Linked DNA regions of Mus musculus: region 1 is linked to region 2. A link is a contact called in public HiChIP or PLAC-seq data. All regions are on one chromosome and are shown on one strand. Each heading gives the region's core, a stretch centred on a gene start, on an enhancer-like site or on the middle of the called end of the contact. The rest is flanking DNA. Distances are from core to core; before and after follow the strand shown.

The links. HiChIP or PLAC-seq counts read pairs in DNA pulled down with a chosen protein or histone mark.
Region 1: a FOXA1 HiChIP or PLAC-seq map of pancreatic cancer cells shows a contact between it and region 2. The contact joins two enhancer-like sites. A contact is called at or near these places in 2 of 39 promoter capture datasets (both in embryonic stem cells) and 1 of 115 datasets of contacts at active chromatin or transcription factors (pancreatic cancer cells).

Annotation. Positions count from the first base shown.
Region 1 is chr8:79,252,683-79,259,462 of GRCm38.p6, forward strand. No RefSeq gene overlaps it. Among named protein-coding and RNA genes, the nearest start is that of 1700011L22Rik, 7.5 kb to the left of the region's middle. Within about 2 kb of position 3,594, at least 26 of the 459 cell types and tissues checked have an H3K27ac peak or open chromatin away from gene starts, as enhancers often do. A contact at or near this core is called in pancreatic cancer cells, where this site is marked.
Region 2 is chr8:78,767,612-78,774,777 of GRCm38.p6, forward strand. It overlaps the pseudogene Gm47209. Among named protein-coding and RNA genes, the nearest start is that of Lsm6, 50 kb to the right of the region's middle. Within about 2 kb of position 3,735, at least 45 of the 459 cell types and tissues checked have an H3K27ac peak or open chromatin away from gene starts, as enhancers often do. A contact at or near this core is called in pancreatic cancer cells, where this site is marked.

The sequences.
Region 1 (6,780 bases), core at 2,344-4,843, 480 kb after region 2:
ACACACACACACATACACTCATTTAAACAAATACATTCTTTGAAAATGAAAAAAAAAAAAAAACACATCTTTGTAACCAGATTTCAGTGAACTGTGATTTTCTATCACAGTATGTTAAGCAATCAAAAATCTAATCAAGAATACACGAACATGAGGGCAAAATACCTTACATAACTTTCGTACCACATTAGCCAGCCAGCGGGGGGCGTACAAATCATCTCAAATAAGGGCGCCATTGGCGGGAGGACTTTGACCAAGCTTCTCTGAATGTGATTGGTCAGTTTAAAGACATGTTGCTAGGCCTTCACCTAAACAATTCCATGGTGAGGGAGGTTTAGCACAAATTGGGTGAAACATGTTCTTAACTAGAGAACTTCCCTGAACTTTTGATATTTCGATGTGCATGGTGCATCTTTGAAAGGGTACAAGATTATGGTGTCTTTTGTAAGCCGACTTCACTGCAAGTTTCCTTTTATAGGAAGGCATTTCTTGGACTGGCCATCTCCGGAATGGTCAAAAACTGAAAAGATCTGAGGACTCTATAGCTGAGACAGTGACTAAGGCTCAGACTCTAGAATGTACTAGACCTCAAGTAGAGTGCTAGCCAAAGCCTGGCATAAGGGTGGACTAAAGAGCAGTACCAAAGAAACAAGCGGACAAGCAGACAAAACCACAAAACAAACCAAAACAAGCAAAGCAAACCAAAACAACAACAGTAAAAATCAGAGCAATAACATTACGTAGTAAACACCCATATACGCTTACCCACCCATGCATGCAACTTGTGTAGGGGGAAAAGCTGATACTAAAATCTGCTTGTTAAAATCTAATTTTTCTTTTGATTATGTCAACAAAGACAACAGAAGCCAATTGCTGGGCGAAGGTAAAGAAGTGGGATTTTCAGGTCCCAGGAAGAAGAGGTGGAAAAGAGATAAAGGGCTTTTCCGGCAGGCCTTGGAAAGAGGAGCAGGGACACCGTGTGAGGTCTGGGCAATTCCAGAGCCGGTGGTGGTCTCTGCCACCAGCAGAATTCTAACATAGCATAGCTGATGAGTTTAAGGCTATAGATTCTTTGCCCAGCCTTTGAGTTATCTAGTCAGTTTTAAAATAGTAAAAGTCTCTAGTGCTTTCCTTCCTCGGGGTTAAAAGGGGCAAGAGAAGAGAGTGGGCAGCCGGGTTGGTTAGTTGGTAGCGTGTGATTTCAAAAAGGGTGGTTGTTGGCAGCTTGGCAAATGGAGGAACAGGAGCGTTCTCAGGAAAACGCCAGCTGGCAGCATGGCGGCAGCTGTTCTCAGAGCATAGCCCAGAGCTCAGGGAGAGCTCCCAAGAAGAGCAAGCATGTTTGTAAATTACATGCAACATCTTTGGCCCAAACTCAGTATTCTGGAAGACCTTTTCCATAAAACAATACATGCACTGCCCACCATATCACCTGGTAATCACTATTTGGGTCTATCATCACAGACTGAGTGTGTCAAGCCGTGTTCTCTGAAGGCACTCACTGATATTGTTGGAAGAGCTCAGGTAAGGGAGTCCAGGCAGACTAAATGTCCTGGGGCAGGGATCCCGCGTGAGGATAGACCTTCCATCTCAGCCCAAATCTAGACATCTCTTCCCCAGGAACAGCTGAATCTGACATCTGGCTGAAAGTGGCTAGTATCTAAATTATCACGCATATTGTGACAGTGGCTGTTTGAGTCTTTCAGTCATAATAATAGAACTCTTCATTTCTGGACTAATGTCTTCATGCCTACCAACTGTGTGTGCTTTGGATATTTTCTTTTCAGTAGCTCTTGAAGCCTGTGTGGTGGGAGTTGTGTGTGTGGTGGGAGCCGTGTGTGTGGTAGGAGTGATGTGTGTGGTGGGAGCCTTGTGTGTGTGTGTTCGTGTGTGTGTATATGTGTGTGTGTATATGTGTGTGTGTGTGTGGTGGGAGCTGTATGTGAGTGGTGGGAGCAGTGGAGCTGTGTGCCACAGGAGTGAATGGGAATAAAGAGGGTAAAGTGCTAAGGAACAGGGTGGGGGTGGGGGACGTGACTGAAAAAAATTAGAAAAAGAAAGGGAGAGCTTTACTTTCTTTTTACTTTGCTTTATTAAACTTTATTTTTAGTTATATTTACTGCTTTAAAAAATGAAACAGTTCATACATGGTACATAAGCTATGATTCCATTGTTTAAATAAAAAGTATATGTGCATATTTATGATTGGGAGGAAAAGGCAGAAGGACAGACAGGAGTAAATACTTGCTGCTGAGCAGAAGACACACACGGTTTTTGTATTCTTCAAGGATTAGGAGCTGAAGAGCTGGCTTTGTTGGTAAAGTGCTTGCCATGCAAATATGAAGACAGACGTTTATGCCCCTGACACCCACATTAAAAGTTGCATGTGGCAGCACATACCTGGAATCCCAGCACTGCAATCAGAGGCAAAAGGATTCCTGAGGCGTGCTGGGCAGCAGCCTAGCCAAGCTGACCATCCTGGGTTCAGCCAGAGACTCTGTTTCAAAAGGTGGAGAATGATTGAGGAAAATCCTTGATGTTAACCTCTGACCCCAGGTAGGTAAAACTCTGTGTGTGTGTGTGTGTGTGTGTGTGTTGGAGGATGCCTGTGGGGGCCAGGAAAGTTGTTGAATCCCTCTGAAGCTGGTGTAATAGGTAGTTGTAAGCCTCTTGGGAAGTGGGTGCTTAGAACCAACTCTAGGTCCTCTGCAAGAGCAGCAGGTATCTTAAACCACATCTCTCTGAAAGGTACTAACTAATGTATTGGATTCTTGGTGTAGAGATGTTGAGTGTCTGGCATATCTCTAACCAGAAATGCCATTTCTAGAAAGAAGGAGGCTGGTAACTTTATGAAGAAGACCATGAACAATATGCAAGTTTCTGCTCACGCTGCCTGTCAACCTGGGTATCTGGCATAATAAAGAGCATGCACAACTCTTTAACAAGAAAACAAGAACCCAGTGGTTAGGACTTGAATAGAAACATTTCTAAAGATGCTCAGATGGCAATAAACATGAGAGAGTATGCTTGCTCCCTAATTGTCAGGGAAGTGTCAATCAAAACTGAGGGCATGAGCTGGCCCTGACACTTATCTACAGTGTGGTGGCATCGGTGACCTGTCCCTTGTTGGCTGTGGCATTAGGTGAGTCAGTTGGAGCACATCACAGCACTTGGGAGACAGAGGCAGGTGGATCTCTGTGAGTTCAAGCAGCCTGTTTACATAGTGAGTTCCAGGACAGCCAGGATTATGTAGAGAGACCCTATATGAAAACAACAACCAATAACTCGTAGTGAGACAGCAGCTTAAACCCTGCAGATGAGCCATCTTGAAAGCAGAAACCAATGGTCTATTTACATTGTGTACATTGGAGTCTGAGAGTCCTGTTAAGGACAGTCAAAATTGTGTGTTTGCCACACAGTACAATCAGAGAAATTTCTCAAAAGAGTTTAAAATTGAGCCCGCCAAACAATCCAGCAATCCCACTTCTGGGAATATAGCCAAAATAACTGAAAGCAGGATTTCACAGAAGGATGTGAGCATCCCACACTGACTCACGATTGCAGCGTTACTCATAATAGCCAACGGAAAATAAAAATAAATAAACAAAATAAAACAAACACGCCTTGCTGTGGAAGCTGCAGTGGGTCCCAGTGCATTTACTCTAAGGTGCACCCTTCTGTCCACACATCTTCACTTGCAAATGTTCACCGCAATGAGTCACTGGTCTGGTTCGAGGCCTCTGGCTTCTGCTACTCTATCAGTATTGGATCCTCACCAGGACTCCTCTCAGATCTCCTGTTGATGCCCTGTGTCATGGAGATTCTGTGACTTCAGATCTGCAGGACCAGCCCTTTCACACAGTCCAGCAGTTTCAGATGAGGTAGATACTGGGGTGGGCTAACTCAAAGCCCTGGGTCTGGGCCTGAATGGTAGCTGAGTTGCTCAGCCCACTAACTCTTTTGCACCCAAATCATCAGGCTGAGTTCTCCATCACGGCTCCAACTGACTCACCTAATGCCACAGCCAACAAGGGACAGGTCACCGATGCCACCACACTGTAGATAAGTGTCAGGGCCAGCTCATGCCCTCAGGGCCAGCTCACCCACACCTTCATCGTCAGGGCCAAATCTACTGTGCTGCCCAAGTGAGGTGCAGGGCCAGCTCTCTCTATTGCTGCACCCAGTGAAGAGCCAGCCAAAGTGACTCTTTTATAAGGAACCAATTGGTGTAACAAGCCAGAGCCTTCATAGCCTGATAACCCTTAAAATGTTTCACCTCTCTTTACAAGTTTCCAACTTCAGGATGGTGCAAAAGTTCCCACACCACCATTCTGCTCTTCAGGTTCAGTGTTCAACGAACTGTAGGATTTTAAATGACTTTGTTCAAAAATGGGCTTTCTGCTAGGTGAGTCCTGGGGATGAAACTCAGGTCACCAGGTTTGCACAGTAAGCACCTTAACCTGCCGAGCCCCAAAGGGAAGTTGTTAGTGAAGACTCTGCAACACAGCAGTCAGACCATGCAAGTCAGTGCCATATACCAGTCTCTGGCAAGATGGATTTAAAAAACGAGCAAGGAATGAATGAACATGAGGTCCTTTAGGATCCTTACAGAGTCAACACTCACATTAAAGCGTTTCATTCATTCATTCATTCATTCATTCGTTCATTCAGCATTGCAGGGCTGGGATCAAACCCAGCTGTGTTTCTGTGAGGAAAGTGATCTAGCAGGGGCCATGTTCATGTTGTGTTCAGTTTCCCAGGGATGCCCAACATCTAGCAGGCTGTGGAGCTACTCCACAGTTCCACCTGAGTCAGTATTCACACATTTGCATTCAGTGTCACTGTCTTTTCTGTATTACCACACATTAGTCCTGTAAAGTAATGGGGTTGTCATAACGGTTTTGTACATGCATACAATGCACTTTGGTCACACTCACACAAGCCCACCACCTTCTCTTATCCCCCAACCACCACCACTTTCCCCTCTCCATTCTCTAACAGCCCTGCTCTTTACTCCATCTTCTTTTTTCCCACCTCAAGTTCTCACAGTGAGAGATGTGTGTGCTCGTATTTGTGAGACTGGCTCAACACAAAGATACACAGGTCCATCCATTTTTCTGAAAAAAAAAAATGCTTTTATTTATGGCTCAGTAAAATTCCATAGTGTGCACACCTCACATACTGGTTGTGTGCTGTGGCAGTTGTAAGCAACTCGCTGATGCGAGGTGGCTGTGTTAATAGTGTTAATCCTGGGCACATAAAAGGTAGGCCAGGCTAAGCCGTGATTCTTGGTGGTTTAACTATATCAAAAGCATCTGACTTCCTGCTGTGGTTCGGATGAGTATCCCCTGAAGGTCCTATGTAACAGCTGTATGTGCAGGGTGGTGATATAGGGAAATGCTGTGGACCATTGAAGAAGTGACACCTTAGATCATTGGGCCATAGCCTTGATAAACGATGTGGCACTCAGTCTCTCACTTTGCCTCCTGCCTTGGAATTTGACTGCTCCAACATGTGCTCCCAAGGCTGTTATCTGCTGCCTTTGCCAGCACCAGGCAGATATGAGCACCTTGCCTCTGAACCTCCAAAACTGGAAACAAAATAAACACATTTTCTTCTGTTAGTTACATCAGGTATTTTGCTCTAGTAACTCTTAGTTGAGTAGAAAACTTAATATTTTCAACATATAATGATTTAATTTGGATATGATCTGAAAGTAAGTAAAAGAGCATCACACGTACTGGTACAATGACAATTAAATTCCTAGCACAAGCTGTTTGGGGGTCATAGTCAAACCGTAGTAATGAATCATTCAGGATCAGAGTAGTTCTGGAAACCTGTGTGTGGTGGTTTGAACGTGCTTAGCCCATGGAAAACGGCACTATTAGGTGTGGCCTTCTTGGAATAGCTGCTGCCTTATTTGAGGGAGTATTTCACTGTGGGGATGGGCTTTTAGAGCCTCTTTCTAATAGTGTCTTCCCCGTAAGTTTGGATCAAGATATAGAACTCTCAGCACTTCCAGTACCATGTCTGGACTCTTCCATGTCTACCATGATGATAATGGACTGAACCTCTAACACTGTAAGCTAGCCTTAATTAAATGTTATTCCTTGTAAGAGTTGCTTTGGTGAAAGGGGATAACATTTGAAATGTAAATAAAGAAAATATCTAATTAAAAAAAAAAAAGGAGTTGCCTTGGTCATGGTGTTTCTTCACAGCAATAAAACCCCAACCCCCAACTAAGACACCATGGCATAACAGTCTGTATATTGTTAACAATATGTAGTTGCATACTTGGAAATTGTTGGGAATGTGCTGTGCTGTGTGTGTGTATGTGTGTGTGTGTGTGTGTGTGTGTGTGTGTCAAACTGGTTACTAGGTAATACATTTATCTTAACAAATTGTTTCTAATCCATGGGTATTAGTTTCTTTTCTGCTGCTATGATAAAATAATATGCCAAAAAAATGAATTTATGGGGAAGACAGCTTGCTTTGGCTTAGGGTTCCAGAGGAATACAGTCTGTCATGGTAGGGAGGAAGGCGGGCGGGGGGGGGGGGCTGCTATGTAGAGGGGCTGTGGCGGGTGGGGGGGGGGTGGAGGATGTGGCACGGGTTGGAGAATGTGTCGGGGAAGATGTAGAGACATGCAGTCAGGGAAGTCATGTTGGCAGGTGTGGGAAACTAGCCTATCATATTGCATCTCTACACAGGACTCAGAGAGAACACAGAAGTAGGGCCAGGCTATAAAACCTCAAGGTCTGCCCCCAGTGAAGACTTCCT
Region 2 (7,166 bases), core at 2,485-4,984:
CTAAAGCTCAAAGCACACATAGCACCTCACACAATAATAATGGGAGACTTCAACACCCCACTCTCAGCAATGGACAGATCATGGAAACAGAAACTAAACAGAGACACACTGAAACTGACAGAAGTTATGAACCAAATGGATCTAACAGATATTATAGAATATTTCATCTTAAAGCATAAGAATATGCCTTCTTCTTAGCACCTCATGGTACCTTCTCCAAAATCAACCAGATAATTGGTTACAAAACAGGCCTCAGCAGATACAAGAAGATTGAAATAATTCCATGCATCCTACCAGATCACCCCAGACTAAGACTGGTCTTAAATACCAACACAAACAATGGAAAGAACATATACACATGGAAGCTCTACTCAATGATAACTTGATCAAGGAAGAAATAAAGAAAGAAATTAAAGCCTTTATAGAAGTTAATGAAAATGAAGACACATCATACCAAAACTTATGAGACACAATGAAAGCAGTGGTAGGAAGAAAACTCATAGCTATGAGTGACTCCAAAAAGAAACTGAAGAGAGCTTACACTAGCAGCTTGACAGCACACCTAAAAGCTCTAGAACAAAAAGAAGCAAATACACCCAAGAGGAGTAGACTACAGAAAATAATCAAACTCAGGGCTGAAATCACCCAAGTAGAAACAAAAACAACTATACAAAGAATCAACAAAACCAGGAGCTGTTCTTCAAGAAAATCAACAAGATAGAGTAACACTTAGCCAGACTAATCAGAGGGTACAGAGACAGTATCCAAATTAATAAAATCAGAATTGAAAAGGGAGACATAACAATGAAGTATATCTTAAAATAACTATTTTCTTTGTTGAATATCAACAGTTGAACAGTTGAAAATATTTAAATCATGGTTAAAAAAAAAAGGACCTATCAGGACTGCCCTCCATGCCCTCCAAAAGAGTCAGATGCAGATATTTGTATCCAATCAGTAGACAGAAGCTGCTGATCCCTGTGGTTGAATTAGGGAAAAGCTGGAAGAAGCTGAGAGAAGGATGATCCTGTAGGAGGACCAATAGTCTCAATTAACCTGGATCCTTGAGATCTCTGACATTGGACCACCAACCAGGCAGCATACACCAGCTGATATGAGGCTCCCAACACATATACAGTAGAGAACTGCTGAATCTGGGTTCATTCAGAGAAAATGCACCTAACCCTCAAGAGACTGGAGGCTCCAGGGAGTTTAGAGGTCTGGTGGGGTAGGAGTAGGAGGTAGGAGGATGGAGACAGGGGGGTGGGTCATAGGTATGGGCCTCAGTCGCCCTCCTCCCCCGCCCCCAGTCCAAGGGAGAAATTCCGGTTACAGGCGAGCAAGGAGTCGGCGCAGATGATAAACAGACGCAGACACAGAGAGAGTGTGATGTATCTGAATGTAATTTCTCAAATTGAGCATCAGACTTTTAATACAGAAGAAAATAGGGAAGTTAGGTGACACATTGGCAAGGTACAATGAGGTTACTGGATACTTAATGACTCTTACACAAAACAGAGGAATGTAAACACAAAGACTGGCAGAAACTGGGCAATAAAACAACTGAGACAAAGTCAGCTCTATCTAAGGTCAATTATAGTCTTAGAAGCCAGGTGTGAGGTCTTTACATTCCCGGGGCAAGGGCTTTCATGCCCAAGTCATGGTTCTAATTAGGAGTTCCGCTCTAGCTAACCATCTCATGAATGATATAGTACTCTAGTTCTTCCTTAAACCACTGCCCTACTTCCTAACCCATTGTAAATTCCTGTATATGGGAGTGACTCAGCTTTTATTATAAGTGATTGTGTGTGTGGGGACTTTCTACTAATAAGTAGTGTAGTCTCCTATATATAACTATAATAAGAATTCTAAACTTACTTTGCTAAGCTTGCCCTGAGATTTCTAACTCTATGTAGTAGATAGTAATGCCTGATTTCTTTCACTATCTCTCTTAAAATACTAGAGGCAATTCTAAATGTCACTGAATAGGCAACATTCTTACTGAATTCCAAGCCCAGGATCGGCTCAAGGACTACCTAGGGCATTGGTGAAGGCCAGGAAGGAAAGTTCAATTTTGCTTAGGCATTTGGCAAGACATTGCTTGGAGACACCTATAATAAAACAATTCGGAAAGAAAGCAGACAGATCCATTCACAGATTAACACAAGGGCAAGTTTGGAGCATTTGTTATACAGGATGCCATGGTTCCAGGATACTAAGTTTCCGTGAACTTTTCGCCTCGGGACTGCATCCAGGTTTCTAGGCCTGTCACTGGAGTCACTACTGGAGTGGATGTCGCAGGTATGGGATGGAGAACAGTCAGAGGGTGGACCGGGAGGGGGATAAAATTTGGAGTGTAAAAAAAAAAAAAGATAAAATAAAATAAAGTAAAAGCAACAACAACATAAGAACATTCAATAGCTATTAGGAGAGTGTGTACAGCCATGTAACTCCTCCTCAGGAAACACAGGAATTTAGGGAAGATCACATGCACAGGGCTACCCCCAAACAAAAATCACAACCATACCAAAGAATTCTTCATTTTGACAAAAGAGCCTCTTCTTAGATTGTTTAGATTCACTTGAAAGGTTTTCGTCTTCAGTTCTTCAACATATTACCAGTCCCTTGCTGCATCCTGTCAGCTACATTGTTAAAGCATTCACAGCAAGGTATGTACACTTGTGATTCCAGAACTCAGACGAATCAACCCCCAGGACCCACAGAGTGGAAGGAGAAGACTCCTTCCACTTCATGACTCCAACATGACCTGATCTCCACACAGGTGCTATGGCATGTGTCCTCACCTCAGACAGACAGACAGACAGACAGACAGACAGACAGACAGACAGACTCTCTTTCTCTCTCTTTCTCTCTCTCTCTCACACACACACACACACAAACACACACACACTCACACACACATAGTCACACATACACACACACTCACACACATACTCACATACTCTCTCACACACACACACTTTCACACACACATTCACACACACATACACACTCACACACACTCTCACACATTCACACACACATACACATAAACACATACATACAATGCACAACTTAATAAAATCATATCTCATTTTGAGTAATGGCAATATTTACGCAGTACTGTGTAAGTATTCCATGTAGTACTTATATACAGTCTAAGTAGCAGGTTGCTATCGTGACACCCTGCACATTCGGGGCTCTTTCACACTCATACAGCCCTATGAGGTACATGCTGATGTTATCATGTCTAGTTTGTTTTTTTTTCAAATGTGTGTATACATGTGTGACACACTCATATGTGTACAGGTGCACATGTGTGTGTTTGCATGTGTGTGGGTGAGAGGTAAGTTTAGGATGTCATTCCCCAGGCACTGTCCACCTTGTTGTTTAGATAGAGCTGCCGATTCAGATAGGGTGGCTGGCCAGTGAGTCCTAGGATCTGCTTGTCCCTGCCTCCTCAGTGCTGGGATTATATGGGGGCTACCCTGCCTGTTTTTTAATGTGGGCCCTGGGAATTAAAGTCAGGTCTTCTTTCTCACACAGTAGGCACTTTACATTCTTCCCACTTTTAGAGAACATGGCCCTGAAACTAAGGGCAGGGAAGTGTCTGTTTGTCCATCTGCCTTGGCGTCTCTTTTGGTACCAATTCTTTAATACTTTTCCAGGGCTCAGGTCTGATCCTTCTTCGGCACAAAGGAGGGGAGTACCACATTCCAGGACTGTGACTCACACACACAGGGGTGGCGGGGCACACAGTTCTGTTCTAGTTTCACTCTGCATAGGCTCTTTAGCACGGGAGCCACAAGGACCCAGCGCCTATTCTAAAGTGGCCCCCAGGAGAAGAGAAATCTGTAAGGGGGGAAAGGGACTCCACTCCAAAGAAAGTGTGCCCAGATATGGAGGGGCACGCTGTGCCTGCTCTCTTACAGGAACCTAACGTCCCCATAGGCTGGGCAGGGACTTTCCACATGAACAACAGTGTCCTCTTCGGGGTGTTGTCAGAGTGAGTGACAGTATCAGTCTCTTCAAAACAAGTCAGTTTAGAATGGCGAGGATTAAAGACAAAGGTGCCCACTAACTGGTGACCAGCCGCTGTGCGTGCTTGCAGCAGAGAGCTGGTGGAGTCGCGACTGCTTTGGGCAGACACTGTGATAGAAACCAACCATTAAGTGTCGTGGTGCACTCAGTCCCACCGCTAGGCATAGGTCATGCGTTAGTGGGGAAAATCGAACTCCCGTCTCATGCCAAAATAAACTCCATTGGATAAAGAGGTGCATAAAAGACTGCAGAGATGACTTGGTGGTTAAGGACGATTGCCACTGTTGAGCAGGAGTTCCCATTGTCAACAATCATGCCAGGCAGCGTAAAATAGCTCACAAGTCCAACTCCAGGACCTGCTGACCTCTCTAGACTCCATGGGCACCTGCATACTCATGGCATATAGTCACACACACACACACACACACACACACACACACACACACACACACACACCTGCACACACTTGGTGTATAGTCACACAGACACAGCTACACACACACACACACCTGCACACACTTGGTGTATAGTCACACAGACACAGCTACACACACACACACATCTGCATACACTTGGTTATAGTCTCACACACACACACCTGCACACACATGGCATATAGTCTCTCTCTGTCTCTGTCTCTCTCTCTCTTTCTGTCTGTCTCTCTCTCACACTCACACACACACACATTCACAGTGCTTTTTAAAAGATATGTTAAAATGCAATAAAAATCTATAAATACTGTTCTTTTTTCTTTTAAAAATATTGAAATTAAGAATCTCCTTTTAAAAAACAATATGAACTAACCAGTACCTCCGGAGCTTGTGTCTCTAGCTGCATATGTAGCAGAAGATGGCCTAATTGGCCGTCATTGGGAAGAGAGGCCCCTTGGTCTAGCAAACTTTATATGCCCCAGTACAGGGGAATGCCAGGGCCAGGAAGTGGGAGTGGGTGGGTAGGGCAGCAGGGTGGGGGGAGGGTATAAGGGACTTTCTGGATAGCATTTGAAATGTAAATGAAGAAAATATCTAATAAAAAATTGAAAAAAAAAGAATAATAAAAAAGAATGTCCTTAAAGCAAAACTAATTTGCCATAACAGAAGGAGAAATAAAGCAGGTCCCCCCCCCAAGAACTGTTTAGTTTTCATTTATTTATTTTTAATCACGTTATTGTAATAAACCAACAAAGACGTCATCACACAGCTCTTTAAGAAAGCACTCAAATGCTTTCCTACTATCAAATTCTATGCATCTCAGAGAACTTCTATATGGTGAGATCAGCCATTCTAAAGCCGGGGAGCTTAGCTTGGGGTTTTAAATTTTATCAACTACATGTTATGGACTTATCCACCATACACAAAAAAGGAAGAAAGGAAACTATGCCAAAGTTCAACTAGAAAACCAAGGGGAATAAAGTTTGTTATATAAAAAAAATGAATGCAGATGAAATGGAAGGACAAATGATGGGCTCTGAGAAGTATTTGTAACCTGTAAGGTGGGTGATTGATACAGAGTAGCTGAGGCTATGTCTGGGATGGATACAGAGTAGCTGAGGCTATGTCTCAGAGGGAGAGTCTTTTCTGGCATGTGATGTATAGTTATTATAGACAGAGTGATTATAGTTATTATACTTAAGTTAAGTATGTAAAGTTTGAGCTCCTCAAAAGCCTGAAATGACACAAACAGAAAATATAATAAGCTCAGTCACTGTTTTAAAAGTGTTCACGGGTCAACAAGATGGCTCAGCAAATAAGAGTGTTGTTAAACCCAATGACCCATGTTTGACCCCTAGAACCTAAATGGTGGAAGGAAAGAATCCACTACTGTAAGTTGTCTTCCGACCTACATACTCAAGGATGCACGAACACACACACACACACACACACACACACATTTCCACACACGTGCTATTTTATCTATCAGCAAATAATAAAATGTGTTATCTTTTAAAAACTAAGACTGGTAGAACTATGGAAAAACTACAGGACGTATTTGCAAGTGCTAAACCTATAAGGCTTTTAACTCTCTGGAGGCAACAATGTTTGCCATACTAAAATGCAATTCTCTTTGATGTATCCCTAACATCAACCAAAACCCCTGAAAACAGAAGTGAAGTAAGCCAGAAGCAAAAATAATGTGTTATGTGAGTTCACATACGAGAGCTCCCTGGCCTAACCAAATTGAGAGAGGCAGAAGAAAAGACCTGAGGCTAACAGGAGCTGTTTTGCTTTCTAGTTGGTTGCTTGGTTAGTTAGTTAGTTAGTTAGTTAGTCAGTTAGTTAGTTAGTTTATGCTGGAGATTGAATGCAAGGCCTCCTGAATTCTGGAAATATTTTATTTTTAACTGTTAGTACTGCATCCATCTACAGTTGAATCCTGATATGTTGGAACACATAGAGAAATAGTTACTGTATTTAAATAAGACTTTCACTTCTTACTGAAGATGAATGAATAAATTTATCATCTTCATGATGATAAATGACCAAATGGATATTTTACACACACATGATACATGAAGCTTGTTCAGGGCAAACACACTAGTTATCTGTGATAAGATATATTTGTATCTTACCGTATTGGCCAATAATCTTTTGTAATAATCTCAATTGTGGTCTCTTTCCTAATAATGATAGCTGTCATTCTGCACTGTGTGGTTTTCATGGTGCATGCTTCTTTTCAGCCAAATACTTGTTTCCTGGGTTTAACCCCACTGTTTCTCAGGGCACTCCTTCCTATGCAAGCACACTAGGCACTTTCCCTAGAACTCATGCTCCTGTGAGCTAACACACATACCTGGAATCTTGGCTCCTGGCATGTAGGAAGGCCTGCTGGTATGGATGGTGATGTGGTGGGTACCAGGGTACTTGGGGTAGGTATGTGTGTGCCTGGGCCACATGCCTTCACAGGCCTGAGTGCTGGAACCATGGGAAAAGGCAGCTAAGCAGGAAGCTAGAGTCAGGGTGGCACAAGTCCAACTTGCAAGGACAGCTAGGATTCTCATCCTGGGCTTTTCTGAGATGTGACAAACATTGGTCTCAGTTCCTGTCCTGAAGAAGATGGTTTTCAGGCCTGAATCCTGGGCTCCCTTTGCCTCTGCAGTAATTTTAGTGCTGTTTCCCAAGGTCAAT